Linked DNA regions of Sus scrofa: all the other regions are linked to region 1. Evidence: chromatin contacts called from public HiChIP or PLAC-seq data. All regions are on one chromosome and are shown on one strand. The core of a region is the stretch at or near the end of the contact, and the rest is flanking DNA. Distances in the headings are between cores, read along the strand shown.

Evidence for each region. HiChIP or PLAC-seq counts read pairs in DNA pulled down with a chosen protein or histone mark.
Region 2: a contact with region 1 is called in an H3K27ac HiChIP or PLAC-seq map of alveolar macrophages. The contact joins two enhancer-like sites. A contact is called at or near these places in 8 of 47 Hi-C or Micro-C datasets (epiblast stem cells, fetal heart ventricle, heart right ventricle and 3 more) and 1 of 2 datasets of contacts at active chromatin or transcription factors (alveolar macrophages).
Region 3: a contact with region 1 is called in an H3K27ac HiChIP or PLAC-seq map of alveolar macrophages. The contact joins the promoter of SERPINB7 here to the enhancer-like site in region 1. A contact is called at or near these places in 9 of 47 Hi-C or Micro-C datasets (epiblast stem cells, fetal heart ventricle, heart right ventricle and 3 more) and 1 of 2 datasets of contacts at active chromatin or transcription factors (alveolar macrophages).

The regions. Positions count from the first base shown.
Region 1 is chr1:157,901,681-157,904,880 of Sscrofa11.1, forward strand. No RefSeq gene overlaps it. Among named protein-coding and RNA genes, the nearest start is that of SERPINB2, 17 kb to the left of the region's middle. Within about 2 kb of position 1,686, at least 2 of the 83 cell types and tissues checked have an H3K27ac peak or open chromatin away from gene starts, as enhancers often do. A contact at or near this core is called in alveolar macrophages, where this site is marked.
Region 2 is chr1:158,014,745-158,017,944 of Sscrofa11.1, forward strand. SERPINB11 (serpin B11) reads right to left here. Exons shown (of 8, transcript XM_021099530.1): 8 at 970-1,833. The coding sequence ends at 1,429. Among named protein-coding and RNA genes, the nearest start is that of SERPINB11, 14 kb to the right of the region's middle. Within about 2 kb of position 1,542, at least 3 of the 83 cell types and tissues checked have an H3K27ac peak or open chromatin away from gene starts, as enhancers often do. A contact at or near this core is called in alveolar macrophages, where this site is marked.
Region 3 is chr1:157,997,812-158,001,011 of Sscrofa11.1, forward strand. SERPINB7 (serpin B7) reads right to left here and starts at 1,431. Exons shown (of 8, transcript XM_001925047.5): 1 at 984-1,431.

The DNA.
Region 1 (3,200 bases), core at 436-2,935:
TCTGAATATCCCACTAGGCAAGTCCAGCCCATTACCTCCCTCACCTCTAAAGCATCCAGATGCTATTTGGGGATCATTAGGAGGTACAGAAAGCTCAGCACCAAATGATCCCAGACCCCACTCCTTTAATACAATCTGAGTCGTTGGCACTCCCATACCTTTACCTCCACTTTCCACCCCTGCTCCAGGAAAGAACACCAGAGCGTCTAGTAATTGCCACATCAACACCAAGCTGCTGACCCAGCATTCCTCCCTAATGATATCTTTCTAATTATGAAGAAAGACAGGAAGACCATTCTACACGCAAAGCCCGTTTCCTGCATATTTGTAATGGCAGCACATCACGCAGCTGTTGTGTCGTGTGGCAACCCAGACATGCACAGTATTCTTGCAACATTTTTGGAATGCAGGCCCAGCAAATGTGCGTATGGTAGGAAGCATCATCAATCTAAGGACAATTTATTTACTCAGAGGATTCTGAAGAAAATATCCACACCATCTTGCTTTTTATGGCGCCTTTAAATGAGTGCATAGCATAAGGAGAAATGGAAGAGATGTGGACACAATATAATAGGATCATAGATGAAGTAAACAACAGAAACCCACAAACATAAAAAGGAAAACAGATGTTTGGCTGAGGTAACAGTTTGCATCCCTGTGGGGTGGTTGGAAGAACTTATTCTGGCTTTCATAGAAGTGGGAACAATGACTGAAACACTTGACTGGCAAGTGAGTCTGTTTGGCATTTTGCGTTGCTGTCTGCATCTTCTGATTCTTCAGAGTTTTCTCTTGTTTAATGGTTTATTGTGGCATTGGCCATTCTAGCTCATTTTTTTTTTTTTATTCCCTCAAGCTTTCATAATAAGACTATGAAACCCTGTTTGTACAAAAACAAAAACAACACTTTCCCTACCTTCCAATGTGTTTAAGCACTTCTCATATAAGGAGGAAAAGATTGCATCCTTAGGTATTACTAATATGGTCACCAGATCTGATACTCTTCCAAGTAATAAAACCCTAACTAAACCTGGACTCCCTAACAGAAACTATTATATTTCTGATTTTTGCTTTATCAAATCTGAAGCTATGCCATGACACTTGTGAATGTGATAATGGTGCAAGAAAGTTGTTTTTCAACCATAAATGGATTAATGTAAATTTGGAAACCTTGGTAATTTTGCACATTTTTTTTTCTGAAGTCTAAAGTTAAGTTTTTCCATCCTTTGCTACATGTTTCTGCCTCTGGATCTTTGATTCCCGTTCCCCAAGGTTCCACCCAGATAAAGCCTTCCTGAGTCCCACATTTATCACCAAAAGACACATGTAGCTTATAGTACCTTTTTGTTCAGACGGGCAGAAAACTGGAAATAACCAAAAAGCAATTCCACCCTTTACTTCTGTCTCTTGGAAGAACATGAATGGGTTTCCAGTTGGAAACCCATAGCACCATCTTGTAGAGCCCTTTGCAACTCTCCCAATACCAGCCCCACCCCCAGCACCCCCTCTCATCTGCTCCCGTCTCTAGCTTTTCTCACACCCCCTCCCAGTAATCCAACACCCCTCACTCTACAACTCTTCCTGCCTCTCTCCCTCCCTCCCTTTCCTTAGCCCTTGATTGTATCAGTTAATTTGCCCTCTGGCTTCTTGTCATTTCCTCTTCCGTGATTACTCAGCTCTCCCTGCCTGGAAGCTAATCCATGAAGCAAGAGCCCTCCCCACAAAACTGAAGCAAAGAGAATAGAGGGAAGCCTGGTGGGAGAGATGGTGAACACCCATTCATTAATAATTTGTTAATCAAATTTAATTTATTTTACTTAAATAAAAATTATTTAAAATTTAAAATTCAATTTAAAATAAAAATCTACATTATATTAATTAAAAAGTCGGATGTTTCTGTCAAAAAATTCTTCTGTGAACGCAAACAGCTATGCCAAATAGTTGCCCCTCCCTACCCCCACAACCCCACCCCACCCAGTTACTCTAAACTTGTTTAAACATGTTTACACCTCCCAGATTCCCAGCTTTTCATTCCACATCCCAATTTTCATCATTGTTTTTGGCCTTCTTTGGCTTTGGCAATTCTTACATTTCCCTTTCCACTCTTTTCTTTCCCCTTGGGTAGAGACATTCCTGCATCTAGTTCTTGCTGCTCTTTGGTTTTGGTATTGCCATTTCCTGGAATGAAAATGTCCCCATATCCCTCACCACACATACCTGGCTCCTTCACCCCAAATTCAGACAAGTACTGGTTTACACATCTGTCCCATTCTTGAGGCTATGATTTTACAGTAAATAAGCTATATCTTTGCTTTCAGTAAATCAGGCATTCAGTGAATGTTGAGTAAATTTAGTTCAATCGAGTGATTTTTTCCAGTGAACTGAGTCAAGCCCTCCAACTGATAGGGATGGAGTAGACAGGTATTTTTAGAAGTCCCAATAAAGGACCACAGATAATGAGGGAAACTTAGGGGACCTTGGGAGATGTCTGTAAGTAAATAAATTGCTCAGGAGTCCCTGTCGTGGCGAAGTGTTTAACAAATCCGACTAGGAACCATGAGGTTTAGGGGTCGATCCCTGGCCTAGCTCAGTGGGTTAAGGACCTGGCGTTGCTGTGAGCTGTGGTGTAGGTAGCAGACGTGGCTCAGATCTGGCATTGCTGTGGCCCTGGCTTAGGCTGGCGGCTGCAGCTCCGATTAGACCCCTAGCCTGGGAACCTCCATATGCCAGGGCAGTGGCCCTAGATGAGGGAAAAAGATAAATAAATAAATAAATAGCTCAAAAAAGCCATCAGAACAAAATAATGGATCCTTGAGAATTGCCTCAGGTTGTTGGATGGGAGATGGAATTATTCTGCATTCATATTCAGACCAAGGACAAGAATTTGAGGACTACCCTTCTGCGGATTTGAATACACACCTTACAGGATACCCCCACTCCCCTTGGATGATAAAACTCTATCCCACCAGATCTTGGGGCAGAGCTTCCATGCCTGCCCTCTTGCATCTCTCACATCTCTCTTAATAAATCTATTTCTTGCCTATCACCTTGTCTCTCGTTGAATTCCTTCTGCGCAGAGACGTGAAGAACCTGGACCTCAGTGAGTGTAGACACAGGGTGAGTGATTCTAATTTAATACCTTGGGTTTAAGTCCCAATCTGGGTTTAGTCTGGGTTCAAGTCCCAGTCTGGGTCCTGGCTAGT
Region 2 (3,200 bases), core at 292-2,791, 110 kb after region 1:
CATGTCTCTCATCCCACAATAAAACCTGTTGGATTACCCTGTGAAGTAAGCCAAGGTGGCTTCTTGGCTTCATGCCACATGACAAATGCACTTGGTAAACAAGCATTAGAAGAGCACGTGCTGCCAGACCGGGAGGCAATTTCATATGTTCTTTTAAGGGGATAATCTTCAGCCTTATATTCCCCTGAAATCATTGCTTGCCTTCCACTTTATATTTTATTATTAAAGAGTAAAATAAGCCCCATCCTTCAGTGTCCCGGGAGGGAAGGAAAAGCCAACATCCGCTGCCACTAGTGGGGGAGGATTGTCTCTTCTAAGCTGGGGAAGGAGAAAGGAGATTTGAGGAACCCTTCTGTGTTCAGATCTCAGAGAGAATTCAGGAAGAAAGCGTTCACCAAAAGGGCACGGAAAAGGCAGTAAATATATTATGGCACTATTATCTGATTATCATTTCATGTTATCTTGAGTAGAAGTAAGGAGGCTTTCTTTAAAAATTTTTGTTTGTTTTTTAATAAAAATTTCCTGGAGTTCCCTTTTGGCTCAATGGGTTAAGAACCAGACTAGTATCCATGAGGATGCAGGTTTAATCCCTGGCCTTGCTCAGTGGGTTAAGGATCTGGCATTGCTGTAAGCTGTGGAGTAAGTCACAAGTGGGGCTCTAATTCGACCCCTAGCCCAGGAGCTTCCATAGAAAAACAAAATAAAAAAATTAAAAAATAAAAATTTTCTGATCAATTTCTGGTTTTGCTATTTTGAATTTTACTCACTGCATTATTGAGAAAGAGAGGGAGATGGAAGGAGGGAGGGAAGAAAAGAGGGAGGGAAAGAAAAAACTGTGATTCAGTTTAGAGCCTGAAAATGTTTGGCCAAAGATTCTACTAAACGCTCTTTTCATTAGGCTTCTCCTTACTCATAGTCTCCTTTCATAAGCATTTAGTTACTGCAGAGTATTAAAAATCCTCAATAAACTGAAGGCATTTCATGTATTTATTATAGTCTATATAGAATTCACAGAGTTATATTTACACATTCAAGGAAAATAACAGCTTTTAAAATCCATTCAAAGTTGAAACCCTTAAATTGGTTTTCAGAAGGTAAAGTGGTCACTTATTCAAGAGCTCACTGATATAAACAAGTCAAGACAATCGAATTGTTTCAGATTTTTCCCCTTGACTTGATCATGTCCCCCAGACAGCACCTAAATAAGGCCCCAAAGATAATAGAGTCAGAGAGGCTTTTTGTAGATATGCCTTCTTCCTTGGTTACCACATGCTTAGGGTTCACCAAGTCATGGAGTAAGGTGGGAGGGATCCAAGACCCATTTTGCAGAGGAGCAAACTGAGGTACACAGGTGGGAGAGTTATGAACTGCTTTTAGTCACAGGTTTGACCTCCTCTGTGACCCCAAGTCTTGCTCAACCCCATTTGCTCAGGGTGAGGTGAGCTTGCCACAGAAAAGAAGGGTGTTGGTGTGAATGTGCCTTATGAAGAACAGGAAGGGGTGGTTTGCCACAAACTGAGCTCGGATGGGAAGTCTTTTTACCACCAGGATGTCCCCCGTGGCTGCAGCTGCCTCCGTGCCTTCCTCATTGACATCCACATAGGACTTGTGTATGACCTTTGATACATAGAGGCCCTTGGCCGATGACATTCCAGAAAGATCAGCTTTGACCCAGTTGAAGATGTCTGTCATCCCCAAGGATTTTAACAGGGAATTTAGCTCATACTTGATTTCCAGTTTGAATCGAGGGAGATGCACTTCCACGTCCCTTTCCACCATGTTCGACGGGCTGGTCCACTCCTGAAATGTCTTGGAGTTCAGCTGCCTTTCTACCTAAGAAACAGACACCCACCCTCTGTATTAAATGCTCTTTGTTTTATAATTCTCAGTGTGAAGGATTCAACGTCAGTTTCTCTTCTACCTTTAAATGGTGCTCAAATTATATATATAATTTAATATACAATATTTTAAAAAGACTCTCACATTCAGCCACATCTTTTTTCTTCGATTGTTTACCTCTCCTTGGTATTTCACGATTAAACTTCTCAAATGTGTACCCTACACTCTTCGGCCTTAATTGTCTCTGCATGTGGGCATCTCTTAAACTCCCTCTCTTGTCTCTTAAGTCACTGTGTCCCCACTTCCTAGATGAATTCAACTGTCTCTTCCTGGCTGTCATACCTGAAACATTTAGTCGCCTCTCCTCTATGAACTGCTTTCCCATTCGGCTTCTGTGATGCCAGGACTCCCTGTCCCACTGCTCCAAGCCCCTTGTGTCCTCGCCTTCATTGTGTCATTAGCTGAACCCTAGATGACCTTTGTGCCTCCGCCCAGTGATTCAGCTTCAGCCTCTGTGCTCAGATTTCCTCAAGCAGCCTCACAACTCTGACCTCTCATCCTACATCCAGTTTCCTAAGTTTCTGAAGCCCTTCAAACCTGTCCCTTTGGGCATTGAAACTGTCTGGCCAGCCCTCCCCATAGCTCCAACCCAGTGTGTCAAACCCCATCAATCTACTACAGGAGTTGGAAACTTTTTTGTCACTTTCTCCCCGTCCTCACTGTATAAAATCAGACATTGAGTAAAGGTGGTTTTACTTCCTAAGCATCTTTTTCCTTTTGTCCTTTTCTGACCTAATCCCACTTACCACCACTTTATGTCAAAGCCATCTCGCTGCCCCATATTTCTAAGGCATTTGCACATGCTCTCTGCTCTGGTTAGAACAACAGGGAATGACCCTTGTTCCACTTCATCTTCTACTCATCCAGTGAGGCTTGCATTGACATTACTCTTCTAGAAAAGCTTCCTGATCTCCTCTTTCAAATTTGCACCCTCTCTACTTCCATAGGACTTTCTGCAGGGTCCATCATGAATAAATGCATGAATCATAAGTTACCAAAGACCACTTCTAAACTATTTCCAAAAACGCTATATAGATTCAAATATGCAGCCCACAGGTCTCCAGAGACCCAAGCACCCCTTCACTCACCACACCTCCACACTGGTCCTCATGGTCCGGGCTGTGCTTCTCTTCCTAGAAGGTCCGGATGCAGACATCCCAGCCCAGGTATTTCAAGAAGCCTTCCCTACCCCTCACCCACCTGTGCCACTTTGCTTTCCCCTCACAAAGACACTCCCCGACTGTGGCCATCCTATCCATGTGTATGTCAGCCTCGGCAAGGTCCCAGGGCTCTACTGGTGT
Region 3 (3,200 bases), core at 181-2,680, 96 kb after region 1:
ATGCCAGGGATGGAACCCGAAACCTCACGGTTACTAGTCGGATTTGTTTCCACTGCACCACAATGGAAACTCCTTAGTTAGTTTTTACTGGGTGCAAAAATACTGGCAGAGGTGTCCAGGCTATAAATGGTTATAGAAGAAAACAATTTCAGTTCAGAGGTATTCTAAAACTGAACCATACCCAGCTTTGGATATATTGAAGAAGATTCATACTTAAAAGTGCATTATATTACTAAAGACAATAACAACAACAAACCCAAGCCTCTTATTATTATGTTAAAGTTGCCAAATATCATTGATAATAACTAAAGTATACTCAACAAGGAGTATCTAAAACCTGGCAGATTTTTTGAGAATTATCATCATTATATCGTGGTCTCTAGCTTTTTTTTTTTTTTTTCTTTTGCCTGGGAGTTGACATATAACATGTTACCAGGGTTTTGGATGATTTTCTTTTAAAAAGAAAGAAAAAATAGTGGAAAATACAAGCTTGTAAATATTCACTCACACACATTTATTCTGTATTGTTGTGAAGCCTGGTCAAAAGCCCAGATGCAAGCATTAAATATATTCAGTGTGAAAGTTATGTTTTATAAGTGTCTGGATTTGTTCAGCAGTTTGTAGGCATTTATCATACAAGGTCAAGAAGAAAGCTGATTTTCCTGTGGTTCCCAATGTGATTGATGCTGCCATCCACTGCCATTTTTATCTCCAAGACTACTCTACAACAACCCCGTACAGAACAGAGATTGGCTAGGAAAGCATACGGTGCCTTCAGGGATGTGCAGGAGGCTAAGGTTTTGCCAGGCAAGGAAGTACCTGACTATAGACACCCAGATACTAGAGGCAAAGCTATTACTCTGAAGGAAGATGAATGCTTACAACAGGAAGAGTCCTCAGGCTCCAGGTCTTCCCCATCCATCTCAGAGAGTCTGCTAACACTTAGCCTAGAACAATCCAGCATGCACAAGAATGCCACTTACCTCCTCACTGCTGTTCTTCAGCCCTCACTGCTGGGCTCAGTTCCTCCTGCCTCCTCCCTCCTAAAAGTCCTTACTCCTCCCACCTCACTCCTGCCAAGATTCAGAGGAAATTTCCCAGACTTCCCTTTGGCTCAACCCCAAGGGAGAGGTTGAGAACAGCAGCAAACAGTAGCAGCAGCAGCAGCAGGACAGCAATGCATGAAAATTCCCTCCCCTCTCATAGACTGTGCTAGGAGGAAAAGCACAGAAGGGACACCAGGAGGAACTCCAAATGGCCTTCCCTGTCCAGCTCAAGAAGGCACGTGGCATCTCTCTGCTCAGCAGAAAACAGCAGTGCCATGATGTCTGTTTTTCACCCCGCTACTTGATCACAAGGAAGTAAACCCAACAAGCCACGGAAGCAAAACATTCTAAAGACTGTCCTTTCACGTTCCCTTCTCAACTGTGTACACCTGGATGTGGGACAGGTTATAGTTTAGGGGTGGGAAATCAGAGCCAGCAGGAAAGAACACAGGAGGGGATAAACATGAGGATGAGCCATAGCAAGAGTGGCCGAGCACCAGGAACAGCTTTAGACAACCCTGTCCTCTGTCCAGGACTGAGGTCAAAGACCTGGGCTTTATTCGCTTCTAGGGCAGCCATTATCAAGAGTTCAAACAGTGTCCTGAAAGATGAAGTGACTCAGGTCCTAGGTCTCATGGTAAGCTTGCAACATAAGGTTTTTGCAAATAACAAAGGGCAACATGCAACTCTGGAGAAATACTGACAATCCCCATACACAGCAGAGATCATAGTATGAAACAAACATCAAGATGTGTCTTCAGGGAAGTGCATTTTGGTGGCAAAATACAGGAGGCATGGTGTAGTTGGAAATTCCAGCTCCTCTCCTTGGACCCATGTGAAATTCAGCAAGCTATTTAGAATCTTTTAAGCTTGATTTGCTCATTTGGAAAAAATGGGGATAATTCCAGTAAATTTTTGGTTGAAAGGATTATAGGTAACATATGTAGAGTTAATAAATGTAATTATTATAATAATAGACTGGGGTAGATCTGGAAATCCAGGGTGTATGGGAACACCTATGATAGACTATCTATCTATATATTATTATTCAAGTTCCAATCCAATGATGGTTCCTTAATTCCATCATTTCCATTATCTTCCATATTATCATGAGCCCACATTGATGTCTTTCTTCTTTGACTATATACTTTTATCATATATTTCACTGAATTTTCCTCTTATTATATGGAATGTTATATAGTCACTCCTATAAGATCTTTTCCATCTTTTCCCCTTTGTATTCAATAAAGAAACCTGGTAAGCACTTGATAAATATGAACTTATTCATTGTGCCCAAAGAAGTGTTTTGGGTTGGCCATGATTATAAACCTCCTTCAAAATACATAGACATTTCCAAAATTTATCTTTTTTGGGAAAAAAAAAAACTTTCCATTTTTTGCATTGCATCCTCATCCGTATGGAAAATAAAAATCCTAGGGCTTTCACAAAATTATCATCACTTTTTCTTTGTTATTAAATACAGTCATGGCCTTCTGACAGTGGAACATGGGGAGATGCTTTCTGTGTAATAAAATAACATGATATCCTGCTCATGTTTACATAAAGTTGACCAATATCATTGATTTATGAACTATATCTATTCTTTTTTTTTTTTTTTTTTTTTTAGGGCCTCACCCACAGCATGTGGAAGTTCCCAGGCTAGGGGTCAAATTGGAACTACAGCTGCCAGCCTATGCCATAGTCACAGCAATGCCGGATCCAAGCCGCATCTGTGACCTGCACCATAGCTCATAGCAACACTGGATCCCCCACCCACTGATCAAAGCCAGGGATGGAACCTGCATCCTCATGGATACCAGTAAGATTCATTTCCGCTGCACCACAACAGGAACTCCTGAACTGTATCTATTCTTTATTTCCATTTATCTTGGTTGGAAATTACACAGTTGATCTAACTGGATGCCCTGGCCTGTGGATCGAATGCCAGGTTAGAAAGGGTAGGTATGGTAGCATGACATAATATTATAAGCTTTTTGAAGGTCACTAGTCCTTGGTAGAAACAACACCCCCTTGGTCTCCCTACTATGCACCTATCTATGGATATAGGAAAAATCAGACTCAGTGCCACGGCTAGACTTAAGAAATAATGAAACATGCACCCCTCTCATTCCAGTGCCTGGTGCCCCTCCCCCA